Regions from separate parts of the Mus musculus genome. Here region 2 is linked to region 1. A link is a contact called in public capture Hi-C data. All regions are on one chromosome and are shown on one strand. The core of a region is the stretch at or near the end of the contact, and the rest is flanking DNA. Distances in the headings are between cores, read along the strand shown. Region 1 has its middle 13 kb from the start of Gm22970. Region 2 has its middle 42 kb from the start of Klf5.

The links. Capture Hi-C pulls out chosen DNA fragments and counts their contacts.
Region 2: a contact with region 1 is called in a capture Hi-C map of embryonic stem cells, with 4 times the contacts expected there. The contact joins two enhancer-like sites. A contact is called at or near these places in 1 of 39 promoter capture datasets (cranial neural crest), 4 of 115 datasets of contacts at active chromatin or transcription factors (embryonic stem cells and trophoblast stem cells) and 1 of 9 other capture datasets (embryonic stem cells).

What each region holds. Positions count from the first base shown.
Region 1 is chr14:99,784,377-99,789,152 of GRCm38.p6, reverse strand. No RefSeq gene overlaps it. Among named protein-coding and RNA genes, the nearest start is that of Gm22970, 13 kb to the right of the region's middle. Within about 2 kb of position 2,647, at least 16 of the 459 cell types and tissues checked have an H3K27ac peak or open chromatin away from gene starts, as enhancers often do. A contact at or near this core is called in embryonic stem cells, where this site is marked.
Region 2 is chr14:99,337,882-99,342,657 of GRCm38.p6, reverse strand. No RefSeq gene overlaps it. Among named protein-coding and RNA genes, the nearest start is that of Klf5, 42 kb to the right of the region's middle. Within about 2 kb of position 2,392, at least 18 of the 459 cell types and tissues checked have an H3K27ac peak or open chromatin away from gene starts, as enhancers often do. A contact at or near this core is called in embryonic stem cells, where this site is marked.

The DNA.
Region 1 (4,776 bases), core at 1,398-3,897:
AATCAAGAAATAAAGAGTTTGTGTTTCTTCTCACTCTGTGATGTCCATATTGTTAATCAGTAGAGGAGACAAGACTATGACTTCCAAAGTTGGTCACATAGCTCCCATGAATTTCTTCCTTATGCTTTTGGAAAGATCACACTTGGGAACCAGACATCACTTTATCATAAATCCTAAGAGCCTATAGAAAGATTATAAAGAGAGGAAATGAGCCTTGTGTCCCAGATTTCTAAATGAGGTCCCAGATTATAGACACTACCAATTTTAGTCGTGAGATAAAATTTCCAGACCCTTGTTAAACTGTCTCTGACATATGAATTAAACAGATGCCATTTCCACAAATCCCTTTAAAAAAAATAAAAATCTGTAAGCAAAATAAAGTTAGTGTTTTAAACCTCTAGTTTCAAAGACAGCTTATTATATGGAAATAAGTAATTGGGACATGTGACCTTCCATAAGGGATAAGGATGTAACTTACTGATAGAGCAATAATCAAGCATGTGTCAGGTCCTATATTCAATTCCCAACACAGTAAAATACAACTCCTTTATGATATAGCATCCAGTGACCTTTAAAAACTCAGTTCTTCTAGGTCTCTCTTATCTTTTTTACTCTGAATTTCTGTTTAAATGTTCAAGCATCCTACTAGCTCAGGACCTCTATGTCTATTCTATTGTCCACTTGGAATATTTCACCCAAGTGTTGAGCCTAATCTCTTAACTCCTTAAAGTATAAGTTCAAATAAAACGTTATGAAAGCCCGTCTGACTTCATTCCCTGCATAGCACTCATCATTAAGGTAGACCTGTATTTATTTTAGTCGTGTGTACTTTTTCATAGCAGTATGAACTACATGGCAGCATAACATTTTTGAGTTCTATGGGCTAATAAGAGAAAAACAGCAGGCAAGCAACCATTTTTTTAAATAACTGAAATTATTTTAAATTTTGCTTTGTGAATTTTTTTGTTACACATCTCAATTTTGGTGCACACGCTCATTAAAGGAACAGTTTACATATAGACATCTAGGAATCCTGTGAAGTCCCGATCTTCATGTTATAGCTATCTCAGAAAACACTCATGTGCCTGATTACACAAGCATATGGCCTGAGACACATTTAGCTCTACATCAAGTCTGCTATACGGTCGTACCAAGTCTTAGAAATGACCAGGGATCTTATTGTACATTTCCTTGACAACACTCCTCACTTCAGTGGCACCATGTCTCCTTCCTTGACAGTTGAGTGTGATCACTTCATTTCCTACTTTCTTTTTTTTTTTTAATTTTTTTTTAATTAGGTGTTTTCCTCGTTTACATTTTCAATGCTATCTCAAAGGTCCCCCATATCCACCCCCCCAATCCCCTACCCACCCACTCCCCCTTTTTGGCCCTGGCGTTTCCCTGTACTGGGGCATCTAAAGTTGGCAAGTCCAATGGCCTCTCTTTGCAGTGATGACCGACTAGGCCATCTTTTGATGCATATGCAGCTAGAGTCAAGAGCTCCGGGGTACTGGTTAGTTCATAATGTTATTCCACCTATAGGGTTGCAGTTCCCTTTAGCTCCTTGGGTAATATCTCTAGCTCCTGCATTGGGGGCCGTGTGACCCATCCAATAGCTGACTGTGATCATCCACTTCTGTATTTGCTAAGCCCCGGCATAGTCTCACAAGAGAGAGCTATATCTGGGTCCTTTCAGCAAAATTTTGCTAGTGTGTGCAATGGTGTCAGCGTTTGGAAGCTGATTATGGGATGGATCCCTGCATATGGCAATCACTAGATGGTCCATCTTTTTGTCACAACTCCAAATTTTGTCTCTGTAACTCCTTCCATGGGTGTTTTGTTCCCAGAATCACCATGCCGGACCTAAAACTGTACTACAGAGCAATTGTGATAAAAACTGTATGGTACTGGTATAGTGACAGACAAGTAGACCAATGGAACAGAATTGAAGACCCAGAGATGAACCCACACACCTATGGTCACTTGATCTTTGACAAGGGAGCTAAAACCATCCAGTGGAAAAAAGACAGCATTTTCAACAAATGGTGCTGGCACAACTGGCAGTTATCATGTAGAAGAATGTGAATTGACCCATTTCTATCTCCTTGTACTAAGGTCAAATCTAAGGGATTAAGGAACTCCACATAAAACCAGAGACACTGAAACTTATAGCGGAGAAAGTAGGGAAAAGCCTCATTTCCTACTTTCTAAGAAGTATAAATTTTCCAATTAGTGACAAAAAGAGATGTTGTGTCCAACATGAATGAAAAAAAAAAAAAACAACCAACAACAGAAAAAAATAAACAAACAGGGAAGGACTCGACTGACTGAACCTAGGTTTGGGGGAGGAGAAAGGGTTTTTTATTTTCTATTTTTTATTTTTTGGTAGATCGGACTGGGAGATTGGAACCTGAGGCAGGGACATCTGGAAGAGTCCTGAACAGTCATGTGAGGCAAGGGGAGAGGGGAGCCAGGGGATGCATCCAGGAGGCCAAAGATGCAAAAGATGTTGGTATGCAAAATGCCTGGATTGTATAGGGAAGATCAGCCCAGCCCAGCCCTCTGGGCTGGAGAGTTCTGGGTAGAGGACCAGCCCCTACCCTGTCACAGAAAGGGACAGAGGGAAGCTGGGAGAACCTGGAGGCTAGGCCACCTTTGATATGTTAAATAAGCTAAGTTAGCCTTCACCTCAGGTTGAAGCTTAACACAGCACAGGAAATAGAGGGAAAATAAGGGGAGAAAATAAGGGGAAAGCTCTAGGGAATGAAGTTTCCCCTTACTCTGGCAGCCATCGCTGGCCTCTCTACTTACAAGGATTGTAAAACACGTCTGCATACTACTCTTCTGTATCTCACAACCACATCGCACTTTTACAACTATTTAAAATCGGAGCAGATGAACAGCATTGCTTTTCCCGTCTTTGATCATTGAGGAGTAAAGTGTCAAGAGAGACCATTTGTGTCGAGTCTTGCTTCATTCCACACATGATTTGCAATTTATTACAGGGTGTGTAAAAGGAAATTGAACATGGAACTTGCATGAAAATGACTATATCTTTTTACTTTTGATAAAAAAAAAATTCTTTATAGAACATATTTGTCGTTGGTGATTAGCTCTGAAGAATAAGGGAGAATCATAGAAGACAAAAACTTAACAAATCCAAGCAAGAATGCTAAAACAACAACAACAACCCTGTTCTTTCTAGCGTCTTTATTTCTCATAAAACTCAGACAGGGATTATTTAACTAAAGTGCTTCCTGACAGCAATACTTACAAAAACATTTTAGATTTGATTCGGATTCTTCACTGATTGTGTAATTAAGGGACAGAAAAAAGAATTTTTCTCTTGTTCCCGGACTTCTCTTTCTAAAAGTCAGCTGGTGAGTCAAAAGCCATTCAATACAAAAAGAATATGGAGAGATCTGCCAACTGGTTAGACTATAATCAAGGAGTATTTCTATCTTCGTATACAGTTGCAATTGAAATTAGCTTCCAATTTGGTTTTTTTTTTGTTTGAGAGTGAGAGAGAGAGAGAGAGAGAGAGAATATGGGATTGGATGGGTGGATCTGGGAGGAGTTGGGGAGGGGGAATTAGTGTTCAGAATATAATGTAATGAAAAAGTTTTTTTGTTTTCAATTAAAAATAACCAAAAAAAAATGTGAATTTGAAAAGAATGTGTTTGAGAGCATGGCCAACAACTTGGGGTGCACAAAGAGAAGACGAATACAGCGCATGCGTACATTTGAGAAGGAAATTCGGTATAACTGAAGACTTGCTGCTATACCTAAGAGCAAAGTTCACTAACACAGCAGGTCGTTCAAGCAGGTGGATTTCACAATACTGGACATTCAGAAATTCAGTATGACCTGTTAGTTAGCAGAGCACTCTGCTATGCATGCTGGTCTTTTAAAAAAGTTTCCATGACAACTGTAAGAAAAAAAAATGGGATACACACTGTCTTTCATTTTGTTTTAAGATTGTTGTTTAAAGTTTTTTGCCCAGGTTCTAGCAATTTCTTCAAAACAAACCCTTCAAACTCAACAGTTTTCTAGTTTACACTTCAAAACTAGAGGAGAGGCAAACGATGCAGTGGCGCTCTGCTGGGTGTAGCGTTAGGTCAGTACACCAGAGGATTGCTCAGTGCCCAGTTCTGCCACTGCCTTGCAATCTATAACATTTTTCTCAAGACTGAGAAGAGACCACGACCGTGGGCAGTCTGCCAAACAAACCTCTAATGTGAGGTTTCTCAGTTTTTAAATCCATTAACTAAAGAAATGTATTTTATTTGCTTAATATTATTAGTGTGTGTGTGTGTGATGGGGTAGGGGGCACATTTGCCACAATGCTCTTGTGGAGGTCAGAGGATAACTTTCAGAAATCATTTCTTGCCTTTCCACCTTAATGTGGGTTTCTGGGGTTAAACCTGGGTTCTCAGGCTTGGGTGGCAAGTCCCTTCACCCGCTGAGCCATCTGCCTTACCTAGAGATCCCACTAATGACTTGTAAATTTTATGTGCTTCCACATTTATGATTAGTAAAAAATAGACTAACTTCCCCAAGAGCTGTGGGAGAAAAAGGTCCTCATGGGAACCACTTAAAAGAAAAAATCATGTGTGTGTAAGTGTGTCAGTGATTGTGTATGCATGCATGTGGGGGTGGGGCATTCAGGCACATGTGTGCCTAAAAGGCAGAAAAAGATTCCAAGTGTAGCATATCTGCCTTCATATCATTGGCAATACACATGAGCCAACCACTTATAGGTGGGGGGGACTTGGG
Region 2 (4,776 bases), core at 1,143-3,642, 450 kb after region 1:
GGAAAAGGGGCTCCCAACAGGCGTCTTGCAAATGTTTTCTATATCGCCACACCACTGGGGAGCATGCACTCCTCAGACTGCATTCTGCAGGTTCCTGGTGTCCAGGAGCACAGAGGGACTGGGGAAAGTCCTAAGGAACAAACAGAGGGGAGTGACCTGCTCTAACTCACTCCAGTGAACGTGGCATCACCCTAACTGGACAGCAGAGCTGTCCTCTGATCACCTGTATTAATCAAGGATCTAGTCAGGCATGGACACACACATTTGCAATCGCAGCCCTTGGAAAGTGGAAACAGAAGGATCAGTTCAGTGTCATTGACCACACAAAGGGAATGTGAGACCAGAGATACAAGGACCCATGTCTCAAAGAAGAGAGAGAGAGAGAGAGAGAGAGAGAGAGAGAGAGAGAGAGAGAGAGAGAGAGAGAGAAGAATCAGGTTCAATGAGATAAGTCAGCACGTAATTGCTCAGAAGGCCTAGAGACCTGAGTTGAATCCCCAGAGAACTGACTCCACAAATGTGCCCTCTGACCTCCACACAAATACAGTCTTCCTACATATATCATGCATGACACACCCATAATCATAGTAAATCTAATAAAAAATTAATATAATTTAGCTGAATGTCATCATGATAAGCATCTATCAGTGCTTAGGAGACTGAGGCAGAAGGATCATGTGTCCTGGGCTGGCCTGGGCTACATAGTAAGACTTGTCTCAAAAAAAAAAAAAAATCAAATTTAAATGGTAGCTTAAGATTTCTACTGCTCAGACCTGACTCTAACATGCCATCTCTGTTGGCTAAACCCAGTACGTGGGGAGGCAGAGGCAGGCAGATATCTGTGAGTTGAGGCCAGCCTGGTCTGTAGAGCTAGTTCTAAGACAACCAAGGCTACACAAAGACACCCTATCTCAAAAAACCAAAAATGAGGTCTGTAGAGATGGCTCAGTGGTTAAGAGCACTGACTGCTCTTCCAGAGGTCCTGAGTTCAATTCCCAGCAACCACATGGTGGCTCACAACCATCTGGAATGGAGTCTGATGCTCTCTTCTGGTGTGTCTGAAAAGAGCAATGGTAAATACATAAAATAAATAAATAAATCTTATTTAAAAAGAAAAAAGAAACAAACAAAACAGGAACAGCAGCCTCAGCCAGTTTGCACAGGAGAAAATCGGCCTTCACACAAGCTGAGGTTGATATCGCCTGTGTAGATGCCTGATGAAATAAGTTCCAACACACAGTAAGAGCTCTATTCTTGCCGGGCAGTGGTAGCACATGCCTTTTAATTCCAGCACTTGGGAGGCAGTGGCAGGGGGATTTCTGAGTTCGAGGCCAGCCTAGTCTACAGAGTGAGTTCCAGGACAGCCAGGACTTGACAGAGAAACCCTGTCAAAAAAAAAAAACAAAAAACAAAAAAACCTCCATCCTTACTATTTCCACCACAAGCCTTCTGGAGAGATCTCCACTACCTCTGGATTACTGGATCCGATTCCAGCCAGGCCTCCTTCCTGCTTCGGAGATTCCTGTGTGTAATTGCCAAGGACTGATTTCAGAGTACTGCTTCCATTATGTCCCTGGGTACTTAAGACTTCATAATAATGATTTCTTTTTTTAAAGCTAATTAAATTAAGTCTAAACTCCTCAGGCTGCTTACAAAAGTCCCTATGCTGTAGGAACTTCCTCATCTCTGCCTGGATCACCAAAGCTCCCCTCTTTCTGCTGAGTTTTCCCCCACCCCACATCCTAACATGAGCACATGGTCCTCTGGAATGTTCCTTCAGGAAACATTCTCTTGACCCTTTGGATGAAGCTTTCTGAACCATCTGGACCCATAACCATCGCTCTTCTTTCAATGTCCTGGGGTCTGATCACAATTTGCCTTTAATTAAATGTTGCCTTCCATCCTCTGTTACTGGTTCCTGTGGCTGAGTTTTGTCTCCTCAAATAGATGGTAAATAACCTGAGGGTAGGGGTACCATATAATGCACTTTCCTTCTTAATAGATACGCCTGTGACATAGCCACTTAGGTCCTCTCTCTTCCTAGTAACTGCAAACCTAACCAGATTGCCAAGAGAGATCACAGAAGTTGTATGTGACAGATACACTCCAGTAACCCACACTCGGAACATATTTAGTTGAATCTAATTTGCCTGTTGTCTCAATATTCCAAGCACCACCCAACTACCACAGAGAAGTTCAGGGAATTGGAAACAATGACATCTCAAAGTCACTGGGACTTGTTCTGGTCAAGGGGGGGGGGGGATTGAAAATACTGACCTTCCACATTCCTCACCCTGAGACCTGTTGGAAGTAAAGATAAGGGACACAGAACCCCTGCTAAGCTTTTCCCAGATCTCGGTAGGGAGCTACTCTTTTGTCTTGTGAAGTTTATGCAAATGATGAAAGAAGTAGGTAGGAGACTTAATTACTCTCCCCGAGAAAACCCAGAGCCAGCCACAGCACAGTAACCCTCTGTAAAGTTGCAATCCCAGTAGTAAAGTACTTTGGAATCTTCGGATGAAAGGAAACCTACTTATCCAAGACACTATTATTACTGTCATAAATAATGGCGCTTTGTGTTTTATCAAAGAGGTTCACAAACATTAACTAATTAGTTCTTTAAACTGAAAACGCACCACCCTGTGAAGTTGAAGTAGGTGGAAGGAGAGACATTATTATCCCCATTATGCAGCAGGGGAGACTGAGACACTTGGGTTCCTCGATTTACCCAAAGTCACATGTCAGAGTCAAAATGCAAGCCACATCCCCTGACACCAGCTTTGAAGGAACCACACTGTTCCTGCTTCTTTGTGATGTTAAGAGAAAAAGAAAAGGTTGATTTACAATATAAAAAAATAACTCTTCCGAGAAAGTCAATGCCATCTAACCTTTCAATAACTGTCAGGTAATAAGAAAAGCAGACGCGAAGCAAACAACAGATTGAAGGAAGACTGTGTGGGAAGCACCCCTTCATAAACACAATGCTCTCATCAAAACTTTCCTGCAGGAACCTGGGACTCGAAGGAATCTGATATTGAATCATTGCTGTTCTGACGATTTAAAACAAAGAGCTATAATCCACTGAGTTTTACACAGAAACCAGTCGAACGAGTTCTATACTTTATTTCTGAACTCCTCGCTTCCTTATTTTTCCATTCTCAGGGACCTTTTAAGCATTTATCCATGTGATGAAAATGTCACATGGAAGATATAAATATTACTCTTCAGACACTTTGCATTCTTTCTGATTCAAACATGCAGTTTAATATTAATGTAATTCAAGAAAATGACAGGGAACTGTCTCCAAGGAAACAGGCAAGGGGGGGAAGAATTCGAAGCCTGTGACTCAATTAATAATTAGACACTCTGCCATTTTGTCGCTAGCCACACCGCCCATCCATCAGTGTACCTACAGAGGAAGGGCGTAGAGTGTCCACAGAAGAGCCGAGAAGATTCCCTGCCTGTTGCATCCTTGGGATCTGGAAGTTGTCATCCCTCATGCTCCTTTTAATTCCGAAACTGCCTTACATATCATTGTCTCGTCGGGTGGGGGTGGGGTGGGGGGTGGTTAATTTGCCCTTTTTAAATGTGCATGAGACAGTACCATTTGGGGCCACTAAGATGGCTCACTGGGTCCTTCTAGGCAAGTCTGATGATCTGAATTCCACCTCCAGAAGCCAGGAAAGGCAGCAGAGTTTCAGAAACAACTTCACAAGGTTATCTGAAATCCACATGTGTGCAAAGCCTTGTTCATACATGCATTCTTGTGTGCACACACATCATACACACACATACATGTACATACAATAATAACAATTTTTTTGTTTGTTTGTTTGGTTGGTTGGTTTTTGGAGACAGGGTTTCTCTGTGTAGCCCTGGCTGTCCTGGAACTCACTCTGTAGACCAGGCTGGCCTCGAACTCAGAAATCTGCCTGCCTCTGCCTCCCAAGTGCTGGGATTAAAAGGTGTGTGCCACCACTGCCCAGCAACAATTTCTTTTTTTTCTTTCTCTCTCTCTTTCTTCCTTCCTTCCTTCCTTCCTTTCTTTCTTTCTTTCTTTCTTCTTTCTTTCTAGATATCTTCTTTATTTACATTTCAGATGTTATCCCGTTTCCTAGTTTCCCCTCCGAAAACCCCCCTATCCCCTCCCTGCTTCAACCTGTTCCCCAACCCACCCACTCCTGCTTCCTGGCCCTGGCATTCCCCTACACTGGGGCATAGAACCTTAACAGGACCAAGAGCCTCTCCTCCCATTGATGACCAACTAGGCCATCCTCTGCTACATATGCAGCTAGAGCCACAAGTTCTACCATATGTTTTCTTTGATTGGTGGTTTCGTCCCAGGGAGCTCTGGGGGTACTGGTTAGTTCGTATTGTTGTTCCCCCTATGGGTTGCAAACCCCTTCAGCTCCTTGGGTACTTTCTCTAGCTCCTTCATTGGGGACTCTGTGCTCAGTTTAATGGATGGCTGTGGGCATCCACTTCTGCCTCTCAGGAGACAGCTTTATCAGCCACCTGTCAGCAAGCTCTTGTTGGCATCTACAATAGTGTCTGGGTTTGGTGGTTGTTTATGAGATGGATCCACAGGTGGGGCAGTCTCTGGATGGTCATTCCTTCAGTCTCTGCCCCAAAACAATTTCTTTTTCATTTGAGATTCTTTCCTTCTCTAAAAAAGCCAGGGACGATAATCCTAGCACTTGGGAGGCTGAGGCAGAAGGATCACTCTATACAAAAAGTCACTCTCAGAAACTGAGGTGTTTGGAAATTCCCTTACCC